2 separate regions of the Capra hircus genome follow, and region 2 is linked to region 1. Evidence: chromatin contacts called from public Hi-C data. All regions are on one chromosome and are shown on one strand. Each heading gives the region's core, a stretch centred on a gene start, on an enhancer-like site or on the middle of the called end of the contact. The rest is flanking DNA. Distances are from core to core; before and after follow the strand shown.

The links. Hi-C and Micro-C count contacts between places; a contact is called where the count stands out from the background.
Region 2: a Hi-C map of blood shows a contact between it and region 1, with 3 times the contacts expected there. The contact joins two enhancer-like sites. A contact is called at or near these places in 2 of 5 Hi-C or Micro-C datasets (both in blood).

What each region holds. Positions count from the first base shown.
Region 1 is chr17:5,803,424-5,807,448 of ARS1.2, reverse strand. All of the region lies in intron 6 of KIAA1671, which reads left to right. Among named protein-coding and RNA genes, the nearest start is that of CRYBB3, 17 kb to the right of the region's middle. Within about 2 kb of position 2,283, at least 3 of the 5 cell types and tissues checked have an H3K27ac peak or open chromatin away from gene starts, as enhancers often do.
Region 2 is chr17:5,879,221-5,883,046 of ARS1.2, reverse strand. The region is part of intron 5 of KIAA1671; the gene reads left to right. Among named protein-coding and RNA genes, the nearest start is that of KIAA1671, 43 kb to the left of the region's middle. Within about 2 kb of position 1,361, at least 3 of the 5 cell types and tissues checked have an H3K27ac peak or open chromatin away from gene starts, as enhancers often do.

The DNA of each region.
Region 1 (4,025 bases), core at 1,034-3,533:
ATACATGTTAGAATGCCATTCTCCCAAATCATCCCACCCTCTCCCTCTCCCCAGCATGCTTGGGGCTGGTGCATGAGGATGACCCAGAGAGATGTTATGGGGAGGGAGGTGGGAGGGGAGTTCATGTTTGGGAACACATGTAAGAATTAAAGATTTTAAAATTAAAAAAATAAAAAAATAAATAAAATAAAATAAATAAATAAAATAAATAAAAATTAAAAATTAAAAAAAAAAGGAATGCACTGAATGCCCCTACTGGCAAATTTCATCTTACATGTTTCACCACCATAAACCAAAAAAAAAAAAAAAAATTGCCAAGAAAATGAAAACCAACTGTAATGTCAGGACTCAGGTATCACTTTCATTAGTGTTTTTGGTTGTCTTTCTAGACCTTTTTTCTATGTACGTATATTGTGTGTTTATAAACAGAGGAGCGTATTATACATACTGCTTCATAAGCTATGTCAGCATTCAGGATCATCACTGTTAGTGGTGTGGAGGGCCCCTCAGGTGTCGGCCCGGCTGGAAGGGAATGTTATTGTGACTGCAGAAGCCTGAAGGTCACCAAGCATCACCCAGATTCAGGAGGCAGGCAGGCCTGAATCCCAGCTCCGTTCTGGCTGGCTGTGGGGTCCTGGACCATTTAGTTGTATTTGCTGGATTTCACAAACTCCTCTTCTGTAGAAGGGTGCATGTGTGCGTGCTTGGTCACTCAGTCCTGTCCGACTCTGTGCGACCCCATGGAACGGAAGCCTGCCAGGCGCCTGTGTCCATGGGATTCTCCAGGCAAGAACACTGGAGTGGGCTGCCTTGGCCTCTTCCAGGGGAGCTTCCCTATCTGGGGATCGAACCCGTGTCTTCTGCATCTCCTGTACTGCAGGTGGATTCTTTACCCACTGAGCCACCTGGGAAGGCCCTGTAGAAAGGGAATGATGCTCATAAAAACAGCCAAGATGTATTAAGCAGACAGGCCGAGCACTGTTGTCAGCTCTGAAGCGTAGCATTTAAGTCTGTGGTCCCACCTGGCAGAGACGAAGACTGACACTTGGGGTGGGCAGGAGGGTAACTTGTGTTCACAGTGGGCGTATTTCCCAGCACTTAGTCGTAGGAGTAGGAGTTTGATACTTTGCATTTGTTCATCGTACCGGTTCTTTGTTTTAAATATGCAGTTTTTCTTCTTGCCCTGGGGCGGGATCAAACGCAGTAGCAGCTCTGTGGACACCGAGGGTGGGCTTGCCATGTTCTCAGTTCACCTTCCCCACCCAAGGGCTACAGGATCGCATGGCATTTTAAAGCCAGGGAGATCTGGGTCAACCCCAGTGTGGCCACTTACTGGCTGTGTCTCTGTGTGTCTCAGTTTCCTCATCTGTGGGTATTGTGCCCAGGGATATGGCGTGTCCATGGCTAAGATGGACTCAGACCCGGATATGGTGTGTCCATGGCTGAGCTGGACTCAGACCCAGGTCTCCCAGCTCCTTCCCCTGCCCCCTACCCGAGTCAGGAGTGGCCACACCCCTCCACTGACTTATGTCCCATAGCTGTGGTCGGTACCCAAGCTGGGGGGAGGTGAGTGAATTAGAAATGGGTGGGCTTCTCTGGTAGCTCAGCTGGTAAAGAATCTGCCTGCAACACAGGAGATCCTGGTTTGATTCCTGTGCCAGGAAGTTCCTCTGGAGAAGGGATAGGCTCTCACTCCAGTATTCATGGGGTTCCCTGGTGGCTCAAAGAGTAAAGAATCTGCCTGCAATGCAGGAGACCTGGGTTCGATCCCTGGCTTGGGAAGATCCCCTGGAGGAGGGCATGGCAACCCACTCCAGTTGCCTGGAGAATCCCCAAGGACAGAGGAGCCTGGCCGGCTATAGTCCATGAGGTCACAGAGGGTCGGACACGACTGAGTGAGTAAGCACACAAGAAAAGAAAAAGGGAAGCGCAGGTTTCTAATGGTACACATGAAGGGCGTTTCGTTTTCTTTCCTAAGCTGTGATATACGGTTAGTTAATGAGCTTACTTAAATTTCACTAGAATGTTCCTGCAGGAGTCTGGAAGCCTGGGTCCTGGTTTTGCTTTGTCTCACCCTGGGAGGCCCCTCTCCTCTGGGCCTCTATCCTCCCAGCTCTTCCAGGGAGAAGGGGAAACCCCGCCACTGGCATCTCCACCTGCCCGCGTCCCCGCCCCCGCTCCCGTGTCCTGGTATCGCTCGCCCCCTCCCTTCTCTCAGAGGTACCGCAGCTTCTCCTCCCAGAAAGGGCCCAGGCGCGGCTTTACTCCCAGCCCTGGGCAGCAGCGCCACCTGCTGTCCGCTCGGTGGTATTTCCCTCATTTTTTGTGGATCCGCCTCAATGCCGCCCCACGCCCCAATGTCCTGCTTATTCCAAGTAACGAAATCCGTTCAGAGCTGACAAAAAGCAGGCTGTACTCCCTGAGTTGAGACACCAGCACACCTGGGTTGACAGCTCTGCCCAAGGGTGAAGTTCGGCGGTCTTTTGGGGCAGACCCTCTGATCAGGGACGTGTTGTCTGGCGTGCTGGTCCCCCCTTCCTTAGGATAAGGCTTTCCTCTGCTCTTGACTTTGGGGTCTTTTTAAGAGAGGAGCAGGGAGCCTATTTAATTTTAATGGCTTGATTTATTTATAAATCTTCTGTCTTTTGTGGTTCCAATTATCCGAGTGGTACTCGGAATACATTATCGTGGGCAGAAATTACAGGAGGAGAGAGAGAGTCATGGATCTGGATTCTGGGGTCAGGTCCGCCCCTTTGGGCAAGGCTCTTCATGTCTTTCTGCCTCGGCTTCCTCATCTTTCGCAAGGTTGTTTAATTTCGTGAGGTTAATCCTATCCTGTGGGGAGGATGCAAAGATACAGCTTTTCAGCACAGGGCCTGGCACATAGTAGGCGCTTGGTAAATCTTGGTCGAGTGAGTGAGTGAGTGAGTGAAGCAATGTAGGATATCCCCAACTCCCGCTCCACCACAGGTGATGGCCGGTGACGGTCTCATCGCCGTCAGCGCTGCCCGGCGGAAATGCCCCGCAAGCTGCGCACCCAAGACGCGCGCGCAGCCGCAGCGTTCCAGGGGCCGCATCAGCACAGTAGAAGGAAAACGGGCGAAATTAATTTCTTTAAGATTTTTTCCCCTTTTTTAAAAGTCTTCTTCCTTTTTTTTAAAGGCAATTTTTTAAAGTCTTGATTGAATTAGTCACAATATCGCTTCTGTGGTTGGTTGGTTTGTTTGTTTGTTTTGGCCATGCAGCATGCAGAATCTTAGCTCCCCAACCAGGGGTCGAACCTTCTTCACTCCTTGCACTGGAAGTCGAAGTCTTAACCACTGGACCTCCAGGGAAATCCTGGCACAATTAATTTTAACAGTATATTCTGTGGAACCCAATACCCAGTGTGTGCTAAATCGCTTCAGTCATGTCTGACTCTGTGCAGCGTATGGACCAGAGCCTGCCAGGCTCCTCTCTCCGTGGGATTCTCTGGATGAGAATACTGGAGTGGGTTGCTGCGTGCTTCTGCAGGGGTCTTTCCCACCCAGGGAACCAGCCCACGTCTCTCGAGCCTCCTGCATTGGCAGTCCGGCTAGCGCCACCTGGGAAGCCCCACTGAGCCCAATAGACCCTTTATAAATACTGCCCTTGTAACATGCAATCACTGTAAAGTTATCACTGTGGTATTTTACTTGTTTATTTTTTTTCACTCCAAGTGTTAGGAGTCAGCGTGTAGTCTCTACCCTTGGCCCAGCTCAGCCCTCACTCGCCCCATTACAAGGGCCCAGCGGCCACAGGTGACCCTCGGCTCCCCTACTGGGCAGCACAGAGTTAGAGGATCTCGAGTGGGGGAGTGGCTCTTCCCATTCTGCACCTGTCCAGGTGTTCCAGAGGAACCGTGGACAGCACCTGGCTGGGCCCAGGATGGTTCTCCTCACTGGGATGATCTGTCTCTTATTTCCTGGCATACAAAGCACAGCCCACATCCTGCCTTCTGCCGAATCCCTTCCTTGACATTCAGGTCTCAGAAGCAACCTGCCTGA
Region 2 (3,826 bases), core at 112-2,611, 77 kb before region 1:
AGTTAATCCTCGAAGCAGCCTTGAGAGGCGAGTGTTTCCGATGAGAAGCCTGGAGGTCTGGGGCATGGTTGAGTGCCCACCTGATACGGACCAGCTGGCAGCGGGTGGAGCCGGGCTTTGAACTTGGGAAGTCTGGCATCAAAGCTGACGTGCTTGGTTACGCTCACGGCTGCCCTCAGGCAGGAAGGATGCCCATCTTCCCCCCACCCCCCGGTACGGTGCCCGGCTTAGAGTCGGTGCTCAGTAGACAGTGCTTGTGGAAGCTGTGCTGAGGGCTGGATGGCTGTGGGGGGTCACTGGGGCACCTGGACTCTGCACATGCCTGCCCTGTCACCGTCACCCCAGCTGTTATTTTCACTCCCAGCCCCTGTGTCTCAGACACTGGCGGCCTCGCTCTGTGCCCAGGGTCTGGCCTGGCTCTGCAGCGTCTGTGGCTGAAATAGGAGAACCGGCTATTTTTGTGCCTCTGGAGTCGGAGGCTTGGACCCAGCGTCACGAGACTCCAGCCGAGGGTGCCCTGTAGACCCAGTGGCAGGGCGGAGAGCTGGGGTCAGGCCCTCCTGGCTTCTGGTCCCCGTCGAGCTGCTTGCTAATGGGGTGTGGGGGAGCTTCGAGCAAGTCTCCTGACCTCTCAGAAAGCCAGTTTTGCCATCTGTAGAGTGGGAATGAAAATGATGTCTCCCTTGCATTGACATTGAAGTCGCTCAGTCGTGTCCGACTCTTTGCGACCCCATGGACTGTAGCCTACCAGTCTCCTCCGTCCATGGAATTTTCCAGGCAAGCATACTGGAGTGGGTTGCCATTTCCTTCTCCAGGAGATCTTCCCGACCCAGGGATCGAACCCGGGTCTCCTGGATTTTAGGCAGACGCTTTACCGTCTGAGCCGCAGACCCAAGCAATTCAGGCATTGCTTGAGGCAATGTTGGCAGCTGATGCCGATGTGGACAGCTGATGGGTCCTCAGTTCAGTTCAGTTCTCAGTGTTTGGGACAGTCAGTGAGTCAGGCAGATCCCTGCCTCGGGGACTAATGTTCTAGTGGGGCCTGGGACACAGGAATCCTGTATAGTAAGTCAGGAGGTGGGGCAGCTGGGAAGGAAGGAAGGAAGCACTCGGGGGACACTCAGGGGGCGTGGATGGGTGGGCGCACCCTCAGAAGGCTACTTTTGAACTGAGACTTCGCAAGAGGGGAGGGAGCAGGTCCGGGGAGCTTAGGGGAGAGCTAGCAGCCAGAGCAAAGCCCCTGAGGTCTGTGTGTGCACAGGCCGTTCTCTGGAACTGGAAGGAGGCTGCAGCAGAGAGTGAGTGAGGTGATAGGCGCTGTCAGGGTCATGCAGGGCCTGGCAGCCACTCGGAAGTCTTCGCCTTGTGCTCTGAAGCTGGGGGAGGGAGTCACGTGGGGTGGGAGGGGCACAGGCCGCCGTAGACTCGGGGAGACCGGTGAGGAGCCTCTGCAGCTGTCCAGGTGGGAGCTGATGGTGCCTCAGCCCAGGGTGGCGGCGGAGGTGGCGAGAAGCGGACAGAGTCTGGATCTCCTCTGAAAGTCGCACTGTGGCATCTGCTGGCGGACTGGGCATGGGTCGGGGAAAGAGAGAGAGTCACACAGACACTGAGCATTTGGGGCCTGGCAGCCAGGAGCGGGTGGAAAACCGCAGGGGAAGGGGTCTTGGGGGCAGATCAGGATTCGGCTTTGGACTTGCTGAGTTTGAAGTGTCTGTTAGACGTTCCCCATTCTTTCCCCAACCTCTCTTTGCCCATCCATACAATGGAAGATAATTCCTGCCCTGCCTGTGTCTGAAGGTTGTTGAGATGCTTTGAAGGGAATTTGAAAAGGCCTCCTAGGAGGGTGATCACGCCAAGCCCACGTCGGGAAATTCTTTAGCCCCTTAGGTGTTTCCCAGCACTTTTGAGCCCCCAGGGAGACGTACTCAGAGCCTTTTAAGCTACAGGAGGCCCTGCTAATAACTTCCACAGCAGGGTTTGTGAGAATTCAGCTGGCCCACGGCCAGCTCCCCGTGGCACCTCTCTCACTGTGAAAACTTGCAGCGCTTCTCTACCTGTTAACGCCCCTCCTGGGCAGGACCGCTCACCACCTCAGCCCCCCTCCACCCTCCCGTCTGCAGAATCCTTGACATAAAGTGAAAAGAGAACTCTGCTCTCAGATGCTGGTGGGTCCCCAGGCTTGGAAGGCCACTCCCTGGCCCTCCGTGGGCCCCAGCCACTGACCCAGGCCACTGAGAACATCACGCTGAAGGGCTGAAGGGAACTGGGTTCCCTGCTCTCAGAAGGCTGGTCTCTCAGGCTGGCAGTCCGCACTGTCCCAAAGGAGCCACCGCCGGGTCTCAGACATTCCAGGGATTAGAGCCATCAGGAGGGACGTGGCAATCCTGTGACTGCCAGAAGGAATGATAAATGCAGGGTGGATGTCTGGAGGGGTGGGCATGTGGGCAGAACCCTTCCGGGAGCCAGGAGCTGGGGCGTGGCTTCTGTGTGACCCTGGGGCAGTTGCCTGCCCTCTCTGTGCCTCAGTTTCTCTGTTAGTATACCAACAACACTCTGGCTCAGTTGGTAAAGAATCACCTGCAATGCAGGCAAGGAAGGAGTCGAGAGTCTCACCCCCGTGTTGGGAAAATTGCCTGGAGGAAGGCATGGCAGCCCACTGTGTTCTTGCCCACTGTATTCCCCAGTGTCCTTGCCTGGAGAATCCCATGGACAGAGGAGCCTGGTGGGCTACAGTCCACAGGGTCACAAAGAGTCGGACGCCTCTTAGCAACTAAACCACCAAACTGGAGTATTGGGCCAGATTCTCCTTAAGGGTTTTGGCTGTGCACGGCCTCCCACTTCTAGGAATCCAGTGGAGAGTAGAGCACTGGAGTCAGTCAGACAGAGCTGGGTTGGAATCCAGCCTTCCCCACTGTGTGACCTTCAGAAGGTGTCTTCCTGTCTCTGAGCCTCAGTTTTCTCGTCTGGGGATGAGTAATCTCCCTTTCTCACATGGGGATTATGTCAGCGTCTCATTGCGGAGATCAGTAAGGAGGGCAGCTGGCACATGGTATGCACTGGATAAAGAGGCCCGTATCTTCTTACATTCCTTCTCAAAGAGTATTATCCAAACTGACTTGGTACAAGATGGCTGGGCGCCTCACCAGCAGAATGATTTCCAGATTAAGACACTAGAGGGCGCGCCTGTCCTAACAAATCACTTCTTTTCCTTTACCATTATGGTTTATTTCAGGATATTGAATGCGCTTCCTGTGCCGCACAGTAGGGCCTCGTTGTTTATCCATCCCATACGCAGTAGCCTACGTCTGCTAATCCCACGCGGCTGCCTTTTGAAAGCCAACGCAGGGCTACCCGCTTTCCACGCCTGAGCATGTGTGACCTTGTCCAGAGAGGCAGGCGCCCTGGTTATCCCCATTTTACAGATGGGACACTGAGGAAACCTGACTTGTCCAAAGTCGCATAGAAGGGAGGCCTCAGAACTGGCTTTCTGGGGCCTGGTTTTTCCACTCTGGAGCCCATGGTCTCTCTCTGCGCTCAGGCCTCATGCTACCTGAGCTCTAAGGCCAGTGGAGGCTAAGAAGCATGAAGATGGTGTTGCCACCAAGGTTAGTCTCCGTGGGATCAGCCAGGCCAGCCCCAGACCTCCAGTTATTTCAGCTGGAAAACCCAGTGTCGAAAGTCAGGGTTATAGCACGGAGTGTCGGCCGTGGAGCAGAGTATGCTAAGTCTTGCTGAATTCTAGGATGTTGGCCTTAGAAGCTGCACCTCTCTTTTTGTTTTCCTTTGGTTGCAAGTCTGGTTCCAGTCCATCAGCAATGGCGGGTTG